Regions from separate parts of the Drosophila melanogaster genome. Here region 1 is linked to region 2. A link is a contact called in public targeted proximity ligation data. All regions are on one chromosome and are shown on one strand. The core of a region is the stretch at or near the end of the contact, and the rest is flanking DNA. Distances in the headings are between cores, read along the strand shown. Region 1 holds the start of fng (fringe). Region 2 holds the start of Rcd2 (Reduction in Cnn dots 2).

What was found.
Region 1: a targeted proximity ligation map of the Kc167 cell line shows a contact between it and region 2, with 6 times the contacts expected there. A contact is called at or near these places in 1 of 107 Hi-C or Micro-C datasets (the Kc167 cell line) and 2 of 7 datasets of targeted methods (both in the Kc167 cell line).

Annotation. Positions count from the first base shown.
Region 1 is chr3L:20,948,112-20,950,811 of dm6, forward strand. fng (fringe) reads right to left here and starts at 1,401. Exons shown (of 7, transcript NM_079467.3): 1 at 1,059-1,401. The coding sequence starts at 1,190. It overlaps lncRNA:CR45243 (long non-coding RNA:CR45243), which reads right to left and starts at 2,672. Exons shown (of 1, transcript NR_125030.1): 1 at 2,248-2,672.
Region 2 is chr3L:20,538,974-20,541,673 of dm6, forward strand. Rcd2 (Reduction in Cnn dots 2) reads right to left here and starts at 1,444. Exons shown (of 3, transcript NM_140987.3): 1 at 1,161-1,444; 2 at 1-101.

The sequences.
Region 1 (2,700 bases), core at 151-2,650, 410 kb after region 2:
GCAATGCAATAGGAGGCTAACTAAGGCCATTCCCACGGACCTCAACTATTTGTTATCTGTGATGCAACTGACAAGGTTTTCCACTGGACGAGTCCATTGAGATTCACCTCCATGAGATCCCCCCTCGCAGCGCACACCTTGGTAATATTAGCACACAATATTTTATTACACAAAAATTTATGCAAAAATCAAGAGTAAGAAGAGAACAATAATAAATGGGCAGAGCAGACAGGGCTCAGAACCCTGACAGGCCCTGGAATCAGGCAACTGAAAGCTTTGGCGACGCTCTGCCGACGGCAAACCAAGAAATTCAGGAACGGTTGACTGGATCTTCGGTAATCGAAACTGGGAATACTCTTGTGGGAATTGGAAAGTATTGGTGATTTTCAAAAATATATTCCAAGTGCCTAATGGTATGATTTTAGGATTTTAATAATGTCTCGATAATGCGAGCCGATCTTTGAACATCAACTTTAACAGAATTACATTCTCTTGTCCTTAAATCAATCAAATATAAGCTTAATTGTAAAAAAAAAAAACAAATAAATTCAGGATCATATTTCCATTTTTGAAACAAACCACTAAGCTAGGCACTACCTCTACATAAACTTCTGCACAATTTCTAAAGCAATCAAGTCCTTAGTTCCAAATGAATTCCCCGTGATACCGATCCCCATCCAATCACCAATCGTAGGGTATATCCTTTTAAAACGCTTCCTCGCCGAAATTTGTGTTCAATTATGATACCCCCTATTAGGGTATAAAAGCGCAAAAAGCCAAGCACCGAAACTGTTTTATATGCAAGGCAAGGGCGTAAAAGGTTTTTTTAACGGCCAAAGCCGCAGCTGCAAAACTCAAGTCGCCGGCGTTGATTTATGAAAGTGCACGAGTCGACGTCGATCGGGATCGGAATCAAAGGGGGATAATGCAAATTGCCTGGCCTTTGCAGCTTTGCAACTTATGCAGATCAGTGCGGAGCACACACGTTTGACAGTTTCGCAGCGCTAACAACACCCACGCAAGCTGGATTATGTCGCCCACTCGAACTCGCAACTCACTTGGATGCCCGGATATCCGTAGGCGCTCTGGTAGAGCAGTAGGGTCATATAGACGACGGCGACGGCTAACATCATGGCTTGCAGGATTCGCTTAAAACGTTGCGGTGGCGAGAGCACAGTCAGGCTCATCATACGGTTACGGACCACTACGCGCACATTGAAGCACCGCCGATTTGATCACTGGGTAGGTTTTATATTCCAATATTAGCTGGTTCTTTTCCTGGATCGTATGAATTCTGCTCGATTTCTGAAATTACGATATCTTTTAAGTTTATTTCGATTTCGATATCGCAGCACGCGCGCACTGACGTCTTGCTTGTGGCAAGCTTGAAAAGCAACTGATTGTGGTAGCGCGATCTACTCTTCTCTTCTTCCAGCGAAAATCGTAAACAAAACAAAAACCAGAAAGACCAGTAAGCGGTGAGAGTAGCGAGAGAGAAAGAGAGAGAGAGAATTCCCTTTGAGCTGGTCCAATTGGAAACGTTAGCTGCTCCAATGGGAGCAGCTGGCGCTCTCTCTTCGATCGCGCTCGCTCTCATCCTCTCTCTTTAGCTTGTGCCACAGTAGCTGCCGAAGGCAATTTTCATGTGCTCGTGTGTCGACCCCCACTCAGCCCACTTCTGATCGGAATCGGGGATTCGGAATCGTGTAAGGCAGCCTTTGAAGGTCCCTTTTCCAGGTGGCGGCCGTATCCTTAAAGTAAACATAGTTCAACTGACTTGGCAGCGCTCCAAATGCGGTGACTTCTTGGCTATGTCATATATACCCCCACTCCCCTCCTGACTACCCTGCCACGCCCCACCGCCCACCGTCGGCGACGACAATTCCATTAAAAGTTGTACGTTGTCACTTTGCGTTAACTTATCTGTGGAGCATGTTGTGCGATCGCATTTTTATTGTCGCCATTGTCTCTCGCTCTCTCCATCGCTCTTTCGCCTGGCTTCCCTACCCTGCCCACACAGGGAAGCCTACACACTCTTAAATCATGCACTTGGAACAAAAAGTGCAAGCATTAAACTTTATTTAAACATTCAAGAGCCGCTCCTCTATTTACCATTGAAATTTTATTTCAAATAGAGAGGTCTTTTCAGATTATATTATACCTTTAAGTGGCTTAGAAATAGTTAGACAGTGTATTTATGGATAAGTAATTAATTTAACTAAAAAATACAAACAGAAGAATTCTTTTACAATAATTTCAAACTACTAATTTCTACATCCCTTTCTCGCTCCGTGCATCAAATGCATCCACATCTCACGTGCGTCGGCAGCGTTCTGCGACGTTTCTTTGTCGCTCGGTTTTTGTGTAGCACTTGGCCTGCTCCCCACTTGACAATGCTTTGCATGCCAGGCACCATCCAGCAGTATCTTCCCGTTCCTCCTCCTCTTGCTGCTCTCAGCCCATTCAGCTCGATCCCATTCCATCCCAATCCGAATCCCATCCTACTCCTCACCAGCTTGTCATATTCCATGTTTGTGGCGGCGACAAAAGCTTTTGCGGACACCTCTGCCCGCGTCGACTGCGCTGCCCGCACAATCAGCAACTCGGCATCTTGTTCGCTGTCCCTTTGTGCGCCTTTCGCCTGAATTGCATTAAGCAGAGTCGGCGGAGCACTGCAAGAAAATAGTGAATTCGTATTTA
Region 2 (2,700 bases), core at 194-2,693:
TGATTAAATATATATATAAACGCGTATATATATCTTTGATTAACTGTGATAATTGTAAATACGTGTTTCTGCTCTTTTTTTAGTTGCGCTGCACTAAATATCTGAAAGGAAAGAGGTTAAAAAATCGAAAGTTAGTTAGTTCGATGCACGTAAAGTAAACTGCATAATATTTAGACTCGGATTCCCCTTTTATTTGTCTTAAAATGCGTTCTCATCTTATATATGTATCTAATCTTATTTGCATAACCCATACCTTCGCAATTTATATTTTACCTAAGTCTGAAATTGCATCATTTCTACCTCAACCACTTGCAGCGTAACCCATCGCACTTTGTTCCTGAAATGCACTTTTATCTAATCTTCCGTTTTTCTGTCTCCTGTCTGAGATTTGAAGGCTCTTACCACTCTTACCACGCAGTTGTAACCAAGTTGCCAAGTACACTCTGATTACCGCTCAAACACGCTACCTGCTTTGTTTTCTTCGATTCGCACGATAAGTGTGTTATAACATATGCCATATGATTGCCTGATAACTCTTCGTTTTGATACCACACACACATACTGTACGTACTAAAAGTCGCACACAGTTTGGGCCAAAAGTATATTGCTGAATGGGCGCTTATGGGGTTTTCCTGTATTTCAGCGTTTCAGCATTTTCCAATGGCTGGGAAACGTATACGTTTCCGATCAAGTTTTTACTATGTTGCAGTTTGGCCATTTATTTGCAGCTTATTACTTTTATCGAAGTTTATCGACAATACAAGATGCATCACAGATATTTATAGACTATTTATGTTTTTGCAAGCCAGTGAAGTGGTGGCCAAAACAAAATGTCCGCCGACACGTGCATATCTGAAAGTGCATTTGACCGATTCGCCCTCAAATGTTATTGGACAAAGAGCTAAAGCGGAGCCCGCGGTTTACTCGGCTTTTAAAAAGGAAGCAGCGAATGAAATTCCATCTTTAGCATTTGCAGCACATATTTTTCACAGTGACCATTAAAAATAATGCCAAAAGTAGAAACCAAACCAAATGATCGAGATAGCGAGAAACATAACAAAATAGGCATAAAGCCAGGTGAAACACTTAGCGCCGAAATTAGGTCGCTTGGCCTACGCATATTACGAGTATGAATATATTTTGGACTCGATTGGCATTACCTTTACTTTACTTGTCGAGAGTCTAACTGATCCAAAAATAAAACTTCATTGTACTATTTGTTTTCAATTGACCGCCTGTCTGTCCATTTGGTCTCTTGTTTTTTAGTTGTTTCTTAGTTGTTTTTATTTTTGATTTAGCCCCGATGCTGGTCTTTTTCGCAGTGCTGCGTATTTGTGTTTTGTTTGAGACGCCGCTTTTAAGGTGATAAATATGTGAGGTTTCGGGATTTTTCACTAGAGCACAGCACACAACCGATTACAGTGGAGGTTTCCAGCAAACTAAGGAGTTGTTTGCCAATTGAACATTTTTATTTACGTTTCTCGCTCTCTTTTTGCCTTTCGCTCTCTTTTTTCGGCACTCAGCGCGATTTTCTCTTTGCCATTCTCCGATCTTGCTTGTTTTTACTTGTGTACGGTTGGGCAAATAAATCTGGCTAAATGCGTAATTACAATGGGCGAAGCGTTTACTTTATTTAATCAGACTGATCTATATTTTCGTATACGTACTAATTTTACTTGTTAATGGAATATAAGCATAGTTACTTATATTTATATTGCCTATGCCTCCTACATTCATTCACTTGCTCCAATACATATTAAACATTGCTTTATTATTCGGTTATGTTTAAAAAGCTAAATAATATCATCAAATTTGTTGTAGAAAAACAATTTATTTTATTTGCACTCAGAATTTTGAATCCTTGTACCACTGTTCGTATGCTTAATAAAGGTAAAATTGTTTGTTTATAGTGCGTATACGCGATAATGCTTATACGTTCGTTGTGACCTATCGATTATTTCGTGCGATGTTATATCGATTAACGACTTATAGCTGTAAAATGCTGATAAGCTGCACTGTTAATTAACAGAGCTGCTAAGCAACCGGATTGAAAAAATTACTTAATTTTGTTTCTGGCATTTTCGTTAAAAATCAATTAGACATTTGAGTGGTAGCTAGGAAGGGTGCGCGGCTACTGCTACGCTACTTCTCGCACAAGAATGGCAGGCTTACCAAGTATCAAGTACCTTACATAGCATTTTAAATGGCGATCTGCCGTTGGGCTGCCGTATAGCTTAAATCACTTCTAGTTTGAAAGAAAAAAGCCCGCCAAGTTCAAATGCCACTTAAATTTCAAAAAGTTCGTCATCATATGCTGTTTACGAAGCGATGGTTGCGCACATTGATGTGATAGTCGTGCGGTTTATCATATGAGTACACTGAGTACACTTCGATACAACTTGCGTTTGCGCAGTGACCCGTCTCCAGTATAAGCACCACTTAATAGTATTTTAAAGCTGTTCCGGTAGGTTTTGTAAACCATTTGCGTTGTAAACGAAACAAAACCTAACAAAATAAAGTATCTAGGTTTTATATAGTTAGTTTGTAAAGTTAGTCTGTTTAACTGGCTTAAGTTTAAAGATTGCCAAACTTAATTGAGCCTACAATATTGATTAAGAAACAAATTTTTTAAAATTTTGAAAATATTTGCATTATTTTGTCCCTTTTTAAATACATAACTGTGATTTTTCTCTTCGTTTA